Regions from separate parts of the Mus musculus genome. Here region 1 is linked to region 2. A link is a contact called in public promoter capture Hi-C data. All regions are on one chromosome and are shown on one strand. The core of a region is the stretch at or near the end of the contact, and the rest is flanking DNA. Distances in the headings are between cores, read along the strand shown. Region 1 overlaps Gm46414 (a long non-coding RNA gene). Region 2 overlaps Spin1 (spindlin 1).

Region 1 (6,314 bases), core at 196-2,695, 180 kb after region 2:
ATCATTTCAAAGTTGATTTGTTAGATTTATTTGTGGTGCTGGAGATGGAACTCAGGGCCTTAGAGTGTATGGTACAGTTGAAGTACACCAGCCTGACATACGTACATGCGTGCGAGGCCCGACACACTACTCTGTGCGTTCGTGCGTGCATGTGTGCATGCGTGTGTGTGCGTGTGTGTGTGTGTGTGTGTTTATATATACAGCACAGCTGTGGAGTAGCTGGAAATGTTAACCTTGACCACTCACACACAGTTTCTTCAGGGGATCACGTGCAGATTGCACAGGTGAGCTACATGCCCGTTCTACCCTGCTCTATATCGGATTCAGTTTGTTTGCCATTCAGTGCCAGCCATCCTCAAGGGTAGACACCCTCAGGGTTCAACGAAAGAGAAAATGCAGTTTTCTGAGGTGGCAGAGTAGAAGGACCAAAGGGTGCCTGCCAGGTTAGGTGAGAGCAAAGGTGAGCCCGAGGTTTAAACTCAGAAGCATCTGTTCGGAAAACATCGAGGGGACAGCTGAGAAGATATGAACATCTGAACGGAAGGAAACATCTATCTGTCTATCTATCTATCTATCTATCTATCTATCTATCTATCTATCTATCTATCTATCATCTACCTATCTGTCTATCTATCTATCTGTCTATCTTTGTCGGCCAGAGTCTTACTGTATAGCCCTGGCTGGCTTGGAACTTGTTATGTAAACCAGAAAAGCACCTTGCTTTTATAAAGCTGTTTGTTTTCCCTGTTAGAAAACAAACCCAAGACTTCATGTTTTCCAGACAAGCGCTCTATCAGTGAGCTACATCCTATCCCTACGACACATTCTTAGGGTCTGCTTTTGCTTCTATTTGAAAGCATGTTTGTGTACCTGTGTGCATTGAGTGGAGGTCAGAGGTTGGCGTCCTGCCCCAGCCAGTCTCTATGTGCTTATAGAGGTAGATCTGAACCCAGAGCTCTGATAGTCATGCTTAAGCAAATGAGTCTGATCCTATTGCAGGAGAGAGAGAGAGAGAGAGAGAGAGAGAGAGAGAGAGAGAGAGAGAGAGAGAGCATTCCATGGCTTTGCAGCTCTTCCCGGTCTGCAGAACTTAAACCACCAAGTTTCTCTTCTCACCAGACTGCTCCCAGCACAATGGTCATTCACCTTCTGAGGTGGCATCACCAAAGCCATGTCCTCACTCCCTGGCTCTCTTTCTCCCACAGTTTAAAGACTGTCCTAACTAACATTTCCAGCAAAGCATGGACTCCTTGTTTGTCTTTTTTTTTTCTGAGCCCTCCCTCCTTCACCAGCTGAGGAGTGGGAGCTCTCTGAGACTCCTGTAACAGAATCCAGGTCATTATGCAGAAAATATTGAGCATAACCCCCAAGAGGCAAAGCCTTAGGCCGGAAGGTAGGATTAAGAGCAGCCAAGAACTAGAGAGCAGGCAAGTTCAACGGGAAGGACAGCCATTTCCTGTTCTTACAATTCCCTGAGTGGGTCTGGTTAGAAGAGGTGGTGAGAGGCTGGGGAGGAAGAGTCCCAGGCTTCAGGCTGGTCAGGGCAAGTCCCAGAATGGTCAGGGGGACCTACTTGGCCTCATCCTCACAGCACTTGAGGGCTTCTTCACTTCCGGGCCTCCTCGCTGCAGGCCTATTCACTTCAGGTCCTTCTCACTACAGGGCCTCCTCACTACAGGGCCTCCTCACTGCAGGGCCTCCTCACTACAGGGCCTCCTCACTGCAGGCCTCTTCACTTCAAGTCCTCCTCACTGCAGGCCTCCTCACTGCAGGACCTCCTCACTGCAGGCCTCCTCACTACAGGGCCTCCTCACTGCAGGCCTCTTCACTGCAGGCCTCCTCACTACAGGGCCTCCTCACTGCAGGACTCCTCACTGCAGGCCTCTTCACTTCAAGTCCTCCTCACTGCAGGCCTCCTCACTGCAGGCCTCTTCACTACAGGGCCTCCTCACTGCAGGACTCCTCACTGCAGGACCTCCTCACTGCAGGCCTCTTCACTACAGGGCCTCCTCACTGCAGGACTCCTCACTGCAGGCCTCTTCACTTCAGGGCTTCCTCACTACAGGACCTCCTCACTGCAGGCCTCCTCACTACAGGGCCTCCTCACTGCAGAGCCTCCTCACTGCAGAGCCTCCTCACTGCAGAGCCTCCTCACTGCAGAGCCTCCTCACTGCAGAGCCTCCTCACTGCAGAGCCTCCTCACTGCAGGGCCCTGCTCTGTTGCTTTGCCTTTGAGGAAAGGGGATGGATGGGCAGAGGATGGAGTGGTATGTGAGGTGTTGTATGTAAATGTGAGGGTGTGGATGTGTGTAGTTAATAAGATGCAGAAGGAGGGTGAGTGGAATGGCTCAGTGAGAGCCTGCTGAGAGCTTGGTGACCTGGGTGCAACTCCAGGTCAGAATCGACAGAGAAAGGAGAGGACTGGCTTCATAAAGTTGACATTTGGCCTCTACATACTCATACTACACATGCCCACACACCATCACCATCATCATCACCACCATCATCACCACCATCATCCCCACCATCATTACTACATAAAACAGTATGTTTTAAAGTGAAATTAAGCCTTGCGCCAGCATTCCCCCCTTGACTGTAGATATGATGTCACCCACCACTACAACTTCTACCCTTGAGCTGTGGACCAGAATAAACCAGAGCCAGTGGCTTTGGTCAGTGTATTTATTACATGGGGGGGGGGGTTGGGAAGAGGGGGGATAACAAATGCACCATCCACAAACATTCAGTGTGCGTGGGTTTTAAAAATGCAAGGACAAGGACGGGCATGGTAGTGCACGCCTTTAATCCCAGCACTCGGGAGTCAGAGGCAGGTGGATCTCTGAGTTCAAGGCCAGCCTGTCCTACAAAGTGAGTTCCAGGACAGCCAAGGCTATACAGAGAAACCCTGTCTCAAAAAAACAAAAACAAAAAAAAGAAAAAGAAAAAAGAGAAGAGAAGAGAAGAGAAGAGGAGAGGAGAGGAAAGGAAAGGAAAGGAAAGGAAAGGAAAGGAAAGGAAAGAAAAGAAAAGAAAAGAAAAGAAAAGAAAAGAAAAGAAAAAAGAAATGTAAGGACAGATCTTAAAATCAGCACAGCTATGATCTGCTCACCGTGCAGGTCTCCAAGCCATGTCTCTTTCTTTGCCCCTAATGACCAGAGTCAACCTTGGGTGTCTCCATCAAACACTTGCCACAGTTTTTTGAGACAGGGTCTCTCACTGAACCTGGAGCTTGCCCATGCAGCTGGAGTGGCTATGGAGCCCAAGGGTTCCGCGGTCTCCAGTCTCTGTCCCCACCCCCACCCCCATGCTAATGTTACAGGCACACACTGCTACTATAGTACTTCCTTTTGCTTTGTCTTAAGAGCATGGGTGCCAGGGATCTGAACACGCCTGTAGGGCAAATGCTTTGCCTACTGGTTCAGCTATTAATGGGCATCTGGGTTGTAGCACATTGTGGCGTCTATGAACAATGTTGCCGTGAGCATGGACATGCAGGTACCTCCATGTTACGTGGACTTAGATTCCTTTGAGTATAGCAGGGTGTGTTCTAGCCAGAGCACATGGAAGTTCTATTTTTAAGTTTCTAAGGAGCCTCTACACTGGTTTCTGTGGTCACTGGGCTGTTACATCTCCACCCCGTTGTAAGGGTTCTTTCATGCACTCAGTGTGAAATGCAATCAGTTATTGTTTCCTGGATCACTGACGGGGTGAAGAAGAGATCGCAACACAGGTTTGGTTTGCTTTTCTCTCATGGCTAAAGACGATGAACTTTTTTTGCCTCTCTGTGTTTGGATGCTTGTGTTTCATCTTCTTGAGTGCTGTCCGTTCATTTCTTTATCTATTCCACACACTAATCCCTCAGGCTTCTGTAGGATAGGCCTTGTCTACATTGATGGCTTCACATTGCTTTAATGTGCAACTTCTGTGCAAGGAGGAACTGTGCCCCCTCCACACCTCACAGAGCTGGGCCATGGCGTGGAGGGAGGGTCGGCTCTGTCTGACCTGTTGTTGCTCCAGCCTCACCTTCCTCCTGGTAGAGCTGCCCTGTTAGTTGATAATCTGACATCACGTCTTCAGATGGACTCCTCCTCCTCCTCCTCCTCCTCCTCCTCCTCCTCCTCCTCCTCCTCCTCCTTCTCCCCCCTCAAGGAATCAGGGTTGGATGGCTTAGTCCTCCAGGGAGCACAACTTCCTTCCATCACAGCCTCTGCCCATGTAAACACTCAGTCATGCCAGCAAACCCGTGGTGAAATCGAAGATGCAATCGCTCTGTAGCTGTGGAGGAAGGACAGAACCCAGGGGCTGGCTTGGCTCAAGGGAACAGTTACTAAGCAGATCACAGAGAGACCTGTTCTTGGCTTTGTCCCAGGAAAAAAGAAAGGAGGACAGGCAGAAACTCTGGGAGAATGGACAGAGGGACAGCTGACAGGCAAGCAAGGTGTGGGTGTGAGTGTATGAGAGACAAAGAGACAGAGAGAGTCAGAGACAGAGACAGTGAAAGGCAGAGAGACAGGGACAAAGAGACAGCTGTCGGGCAAGCAAGGTGTATGTGTGTGATGTGTGTGTTTGTGTGTGATGTGTGTGTTTATGTGTGAATGTATGTGTGTGAGAGAGAGAGAAAGAGAGAGAGGCAGAGAGACAGAGATAGAGATCAGAGAGACACACAGAGACACAGAGACAGCTGACAAGCAAGTAAGGGGTGTGTGTATGTGTGTGTGTGCACAAGAGAGAGAGACACACACATACAAACACACAGGGGAGAGAGAGAGAGAGAGAGAGAGAGAGAGAGAGAGAGAGAGAGAGAGAGAGAAAAGCCTGTGAGTCTGAGTTTACATGTGGGAACACGGCAAATAAAGTCTAAAGCTAACATTGCCAACATTGCAGCTGCCCGCCTGTGAGCAATGGCACAGTGGAAGTCACCCTCCTCCCAGCAGTGAGACCCCTTCACCTAACTCCCGAAATGTCTTCACTATGAGCCACGCTCTTTCAATGTGCTTTGTGGGAAGAGGGGCACACCCTAGGGGGCCTGTTCAACTGCATGCCTGAGCTCTGTCTGACTGTGGAGGGTCTGCTTTGTTGGAATCACTGCTAACCAGCTGAGGACCACGGAGGAGACCCTGTATGAAAGGAGAAACCCAGAGAGGGAGCTGCTGTGGCCAGGGAAGAGGGGAGCAGCCCAGAGCTGGCCACCATGTGAACTCTGTTTCCTTTGCTGGGTGGTGTTCCAGGCACACCCTCTTTGCTCCCTCCCAACCTACTGCAGGATCCATCACCTGCTGTTGCAGGAGGGTGGCTTGGCCTCGTCTGAGGTAGAGACATGTGTGACATCAGGATTCCCAGAGCTTGGGAAGGGAGAAGAGACCATCTGTGTGGTCTCAAGGTCTCCATGAGCAATGACATTTCTAGGACTTTCCATTCTCAACAAAAGCTGGGGGACTCATTCAGGCCTGGCTGTACTTTTCCACTTCCATGTCTTCCCAGCTAGACTCAGACAGACGAGGAGGAAGCTCAGCTGGCTGCCTTGTGGGGACAACAGATAGCAATATGAGGATGAAAATTCTGAGCCGGGCTCAAGGGCTGGAGCACAGCTTCTTAGGGGTAGCTGATATCCTGAGGGAGGAAGCTGGCACAGGGTCACAGGGGGCTGGCTGGTGGGGTGTTAGGTAGACTGTGTGGTGACAAGGTTGAAGGCTGGTTCCTGTGGGAGAGTGTGACGGGCTTGCTTAGTGTCCCTTCTGGCTCTAGAGACTGATCCCCATCAGGCAGAAGTAAGCGGTACGGTCATGGGCACACTGTGAGAACACTGTCCACTTACAAAGCTTGGGAGCAAAGAGATCCACACTGAAGTTAGGCTGCATGTGTCTCTCGCGATGCTGCCGTCTCAAGTGTGATGGTCGACTGGACTGGACTTGGAGTCACCTAGGAGACAGGTGACTAGCCAGACTCACTAGGCTCCTTTCTGCCAAAGGACAGCACAGGTGGACAGGTCTGTGAAGGTGTTTACAGAAAGGTTTAACTAAGGGAAACCCACGCCCGAGGTGGGCAGCACCGTGCCAAGGACTGGTTCCACGCTGAATCAAGAGGAAATGGAGGAAGCTGACTGAGCACCCATCTCTCTCTGCTTCCTAGATTTCACTTTGTTTTACATTTTTAATTATATATATTGTATATGTAATATGTAATGTATAATATAACATATAATATTCAACATATAATATATTATATAACATATAATATATTATATAACATATTATATAACATATAATATATTATATAACATAATATACATAATATAACATAATATACATAATATA
Region 2 (6,627 bases), core at 2,655-5,154:
CACCATGAAAGGTGGGTGGAACTCTTAATTAGAGTGTCGATGAAGTCAGCTGAAGCTGAGAAGTTGGTCTGGACTCACCAGCATGTTCATGTCATTTTGAAGTAGATCTAGTCAGTGTGGGCATTAGTCACATTTTGGCACAGTAAGAGAAAAAACAAAGGTTGTTTTTTTTCTAAGTACTGAGGATCAGGCTTTGTGATGAACAAGGCCTTGAGACTAGTAAGTATTTAAACAAAATACTTTAATATATCTTTAAAGTTTTTTTTTTTTTTCAAGATTCATTCATTTTATGTATGAGTTCTCTATCTGCATGTACACTTGCGTGCCAGAAGAGGGCATCAGAGCCCATTATAATTGTAAGTCACCATGTTGCTGGGAATTGAACTCAGGACCTCTGGAAGAGCAGCCAGTGTTTTTAACCACTGAGCCATCCCTCTCCCAACCCCCTTTTTTAAAAGTTAGGATCTCTCATAGTCCAGGCTAGACTCAAACATGTGTTCCTCCTGCCTACACTTCCCAAGTGCTGAGAGTGTTGGATTCCAGGTTTACAGTCCCATGTCTGTAGTTTTGGCCTGTGGTCATTTTATTGTAAAATTCAGGCTTTATGTCTTACATTGGGTTTGTCAGTCTCACTGTATACTGACATTGCTACAACTAGCTTGATTTGGGTCCTGACCCAGGTAATAGGGAAAGAATATTTTTTTTCCCTACTTGTGATGGTTCCTGGGATTTGTCACCATGACAGAATTGACAGTCACCTGGGAGAAAGGCTCTGAGCTTTGTGCAAGATGATCTTAATGAAGTTACTTGCTGTGGGGAGACCCACACACTGCAGCTGGCATGGGTTCCTGACTGAGATCTTGGACTGTAGAAAAGAAAAAAGAAAAAAGGGAACAGAGAGCAGATGCATTCATCTCTGGTTCCTGATTGTGGGTCACGGGGCCCTGTGGCCAGCAGCTTCAGCCTCCTGCTACCTTGATTTGCGTTTATTCCCTTGAACTCTGAGCCAGATAAACCTTCCTCCCTCAAGTCGCTGTGTCAGGATATTATTCTATCACAGCGGCAGACCAGAAGCTGTGGTGTCAGGATATTATTCTATCACAGCAGCAGACCAGAAGCTGTGGTACTCTGCAGTAGTCTTTTTTCTTGTATGTGTGTGAGGTTTACTTAGCTTTCATCTCAATTGTACACTCCTGGAATTTTTTTGTAATATATCCAGTGTTTTAATCACACAGTTCTTTTCTTCAGCTTGTCCCAACTTGAGAGCATAGTGGGCCTTCACTTGATATGTGTGTTAATGTTAGACATGTGAGTTTTTCTTTTCTACCGGGAGATGTCTAGGGTTCAAGTTTAGTTTCCTCCCCAATGCTTATGTAGTTTTAGCACCTGTGGTTGGGAGTGGAGTTTAGGGCCTCTCGGCTCTGTTCTGTCCTTGCTACTGCTACTGTCCCGCGTCCGTTGAACTGACTTGGGTCATACATACACTTTGATGCTCTGGAATCAAGGTTAGTACTTTCAGGTTTCACATTGAATTCATCTTTTTTTCTTTGATGTTGAAATGTGTAGTCTTAGCAACATCAGTGCAATTGCATTCCCCCGAATTGCATATGTAGTCGTTTGGAAATAAAGTTAGTAGAACAGCTGTAGGCTCTGTGACTGACAGTTCTTTATGTCTTTATTAGAAACTTAACTACATCTGTTGTATTGTTGATATTCTGAACCAGAAAGCCATCTAAAAATATTAGCTGACTTGGTAAGATGACTCTGTAGTGTAAAAGCACTTGTTTAGGCAGACTTGACCACCTGAGCTCCATCCTTATGTCTCACAGTAGAAGGAAAAATAAGCTTCCACACATCATGAGACTGTCGTGAGAACACACACACACACACACACACACAAATAAATAAGTAAAAGCTCCCTTGAAAAAATTTCAGTTGTGGTATAAGTTTGGTTTATTTGCATTAAATTCTTGCTTAGTCTTTACCAGTTCATATAATATTTTTAATGTTTGGCTTTTTGAGACAGGGTCTCATGACCCTCTTGGCTTAGTTCCTCAAATTCTGGGATTGCAGACCTGGCCACTTCGTGATGCCTGTTTTAATTTTCTTACTGTGTTTCTGTTTGCTTCGCCCCCCCCCCCCCCCCAACAGATCCCTGTGAACATTAATGTAATTCAGAATTCAGAACAGTTTTCAGAAGTCATAGTGCAATCTCTGTTGGTATGTCATCTGTCCTGCCTGTCCCAGTAATATGTTTCTGTTCCTTTAGTGTTTGAGTTTTGAAAATAGAAAATAGCACATGTTTTAATTTCCTTCTTTTATGCCATGAGTTGCTTGATGTCAACGATTCTGGGGACCCATGGTGAAGTCTTGGTACTGCTTCAGTGTTTTGTGGAGCAATGGATTGTTATCAGGTAGAAATGCTGTTTTTGCTTGCCTTCCATCCTGCTTTAGTGGCTCTTCACTTTGACCAACTTTTGTAGTTTGAGGTTCAACAGCAAAATTAGCATGACTCTCATTTTTTAAAAAAATTTTAAATCTAAAGATCTTTTAAAAAAAGATTTATTTTTATTTCCATAGAAATGTGTTTGTCTTATAGTGTATTTTTGTCATGTGTTTGTGGATCCTGGTGGAGACCAGAAGAGGGCATCACATCTCCTTAAGTTACCAGCAGTTGTGAGCTACCTTAAGGAGGTGCTGGGAACTGAACTTGGGCCCTCTGTAAGAGCAGCGCTGGCTCTTAGGTACTGAACCATCTCCTGGGTTCACTCTTACCATAGAACCCGACAACTCTGGCATACTAGTGTTTTGCTGTTTTGGTTTTTTTCCCTTTAAGTCTGGAATTTCCACTTTTTTTGTTTAAGGAAGTATGCTATGACTTTCCTTTGGCATATCCAAACTGACATTACTGTATGTGTACTCTTAGTAAGTAAAATAAGATTGGAACATGAGCCTGCAGGTTCTGCAGTAGTGTGGATCTGAGACCCCCTGTGCCTACCAAGTGATTCCTGTGTGGGTGGTTAGTGTACTGCATAGGTAGGTGGGCAGAAGGGTTATTACTCTTCTGGGCAGCAAAGGGCAGGATTTCATAACGCTACTCAGAGCAGTGTGGCGTTTACACTGTTTTCGGCCTCAGTTTGCACTGGTGGTTAAGCCGCCCGAGGGAAGCCTGTGTACCTTTCCTTCTGCCTTCTGAGGGGAAGATCAGGGATCTTGGTATTTGTTGCTTTTCTATTTAAAATTCCTTCTCTTCCTCTGGATGTTTTGCTCAGGCCTTACTTTGTTGGGTGTGAATTGGAGTGGAGATGTGTCTGGTGCATGCTATAGTCATGAGCAGGTTTCTGCAATTCTTCGTTTAGTCCTCAAAAGTAGTGTTACTTTGCTTGATAACATTGACTAGTTTTCTCAAGAAGGTTGAGTTCTAGAAAAGCAGAGATTGTTTGAGTTTTGCCCTTAATTACTTTTCTAGTTCACTCTCTAGGTTCTGAGTACAATGGCTAGAGTTAACTGTAAGGAACTCAAGGCTGTGAGTTTAAAGTTCTTAGTCCACTGTACAGGTATTCACCTTGTGCTGATGGTTGAGTGAACAATCACCGATTTTACTCCTTTTTTCAATGTTGGTAATTGACCCTGAGGGCCTCCAGGGCAATCACCACCTGTGCCTACACTTAGTTCGTGAGGTGGAGAGGCTAGAGGGTGCCTGGGTCAGAAACCAGTGCAGTGTGCTCAGCCATGGTGCTGCTTCTGCACACATGGGTCTTCAGCTGCTCTGCTTCACAACTGCAGTAGTGAGTGAAGTCTAACCCTGAAGCTACACTACGGTGGATGAGGGTATTGACTGGACAGCACCGAAACCTTAAAGTCAACTCCAATGAGTGGTGTGTGGTTCTCAGAGTCAGCTGAGCTGGAGACCTTGGGAGCTGTTGGGCCAGTGGGAGTGGCCTTTCTGGTCCAGCCTACAGTGACCTACCTCTGCTTCCTCCTTGTTGCCGAAAATCTCTAAATGCCCCTGCAATGAAAATACAACTCAATTAATATGAATACACGCTGTGCTCCCAGATTGGGCAGATCTACTATCTTTCCCATATGAGAGACCCTTAGAACTTGTGGTTTCTCCAGGCCACTTTCCTTCTTCTCCTTCTTCCCTTTGTCCTCTCCTCTTCTCTCCCCAAACCTTCAGCTCCACCTTCCCCTCTTTCTCTGCCCAATCACCGGCTCTAGCCTTTATTTTATACATTTAGGTGGGAAGAAGGTTTACAGGAAATCACCTGAGTGCTGACTCACAGGAAACGGAATTAACACCAAATATAATTAGCCCCAGGGCTATCCTCTGGCGTTTTTCTCACAGCCTGCCCCATCAGTCTTCTAGACATGTAATGAAGTGAGTTATCAGAAGATTGTACAGTCTTGCACTGTACAAACGAAAATCTGAGAGAAATTTGGCATAATTGTGAACAGAACATATACCCACAAAAGATGTATAAAGGTTTGTGTATTATACAAGGTGATTGACAGATACCCAAGCCCATGTTTTTGTACATCTCAGGTGTAGAGCTAATACACTGATGATGACATTCGTTTCTTTGACAGATTCTTGCTATGTAGCTAAGGCTGCTGTGTGGACCTTGCTGTGTAATCTAGGTTATCATCGAATTAGCAATCCTCCTACCTTAGCTTCCAAAATGCTAGAATTAAAGGCCTATGCTATATTTTACATTCTCTGTTCTGTATACTGTGTCAAGTGATAGTCTGGTTTCTGGTTACTTTAAGACTAAGTTAAGAAAAGCGTTCAAATGAGAAAAGCGTTCAAATGAGGGAATTACCAGGAACAGGAGGAAAGAGAGGCTAGGAGACATGAAAAATAGAGTTAAAAACAGGATCTAACCTGCAAGAGTAAAATTCTGGTGGCTGAAGTCCCAGGGCTTTTAGTGGGAAAGGCATCGTTGTGGCATTTCAAGTAGATTTTGGGGGACTAGAACAGGGAAGGCCCCCCTCTATCTGAGGGGTATGGGAATTTGAGCACAATTTCAGGGCAGATTAGAAAAGGAGAGACTAATATAAAAGCACTGTCTATTCCTGTGCTAAACAATGGCTGCCTGCATGCCTTTCTGTCCAGACAGGTCACTTATGGGAGAAAGGACCTTGCCTTACTGAGCAAGATCGTTCTTGTGTGTAGCAAATAAGGTACGAGACATACCCCCATGTTCTTCCTGAAAGGCATCTTGGTTTTCCTTAGGGGGAACTCTCATTCTCTCTCTCTCTCTAAACATTAACTCAGTATTACTTAATTTTGGACTTACCTGGCTTTCTTCTGAAAAATTCTTAACTGTAGTAGTGATGAAGTTAATTAGTTACACCTGAAATTTTGACCAGTTGCTGTGCATAGTAATCAGTCTACACAGTCTACAAACTCCAAATGATTGAAGATCTCCAGACTCTAATGTCTTTAGTGTGTAGCTGTCCATTCTAGCCCTACTGCTGAATTTCAGTGAGAATATCAGCTTCATCTTACTCCTTTTCGGATTTTGATACATTGTCTGGTGTAGTTCAGGTTGACCTTGAAGCCCTGACTCTCCTGCCTCTGTTTTCAGACTTGGCCACCCTTTGAATATCATTTTCTCAAACAAATTCTTAGGTTAAGTTTTTAGGTTCTTTATTCTCTTTTGATAACTGGTGTGTCTTAGGGTTTTGCTGCTGTGAACAGACACCATGACCAAGACAACTCTTTTTTAAATTATTTTTTTATTTTTATTTATTATATGTAAGTACACTGTAGCTGTCTTCAGACACTCCAGAAGAGGGCATCAGATTTTGTGACGGATGGTTGTGAGCCACCATGTGGTTGCTGGGATTTGAACTCAGGACCTTTGGAAGAGCAGTCAGTGCTCTTATCCGCTGAGCCATCTCTCCAGCTCCAAGACAACTCTTATAAGGACATTTAATTGGGGCTGGCTTACAGATTCAGACTATTATTATCAAGGTGGCAGCATGGCAGCATCCAGGCAGGTATGGTGCAGGAGGAGCTGAGAGTTCTACATCTTTATCTGAAGGCTGCTAGCAGAGTACTGGCTTCCAGGCAGCTAGGATGAGAGCCTGAAAACCCACACTCACAGTGACACACACCTACTCCAACAGGGCCACACCTTCTAATAATGCCACTCCCTGGGCTGAGTATATATCAGCCATCGTATTTTACTCCCTGGCCCCCAAAGGCTTGTTCAAGCATATGAGTTTGGGGGCCACACATAAACAACAGTATAATGCAAAATATATTTAGTCCAACCTCAAAAGTCTCCATAGTCTATAGCAGTCTCAACAATGTTAAAAGTCTGAAGTTCAAAATCTCTTCTGAGATTCATCCAATCACTTAACTGTAACCCTCAAAGCAAGACAGGAAACCAGCTGGGCAAACTCTAAACTCTGCATTTCCATGTCTGATGTCAAAGGGGTCGTCAGATCTTCAACTCCTTTTTCATCTTTGCTGACTGCAACCAACTTCTTTCTCCTGGGCTAGTTCCACTCCTTGTTAGCAACTTTCCTCAGTAGATAGTCCACAGCTCTGGCATCTCAAAGATCTTGGGGTCTCCAAGGTTACTTCAGTATTATAGCTTTTTGTTTCAATGTCTG

Evidence for each region. Promoter capture Hi-C pulls out the DNA fragments that hold promoters and counts their contacts.
Region 1: a promoter capture Hi-C map of liver shows a contact between it and region 2, with 2.2 times the contacts expected there. The contact joins two enhancer-like sites. A contact is called at or near these places in 5 of 39 promoter capture datasets (the C10 cell line, cranial neural crest, hippocampal neurons and 2 more) and 4 of 484 Hi-C or Micro-C datasets (muscle stem cells, olfactory sensory neurons, pre-B cells and 1 more).

Annotation. Positions count from the first base shown.
Region 1 is chr13:51,291,791-51,298,104 of GRCm38.p6, forward strand. The region is part of intron 2 of Gm46414 (a long non-coding RNA gene); the gene reads left to right. Among named protein-coding and RNA genes, the nearest start is that of Gm46414, 86 kb to the left of the region's middle. Within about 2 kb of position 1,446, at least 12 of the 459 cell types and tissues checked have an H3K27ac peak or open chromatin away from gene starts, as enhancers often do. A contact at or near this core is called in liver, where this site is marked.
Region 2 is chr13:51,106,102-51,112,728 of GRCm38.p6, forward strand. All of the region lies in intron 1 of Spin1 (spindlin 1), which reads left to right. Among named protein-coding and RNA genes, the nearest start is that of Spin1, 8.5 kb to the left of the region's middle. Within about 2 kb of position 3,905, at least 14 of the 459 cell types and tissues checked have an H3K27ac peak or open chromatin away from gene starts, as enhancers often do. A contact at or near this core is called in liver, where this site is marked.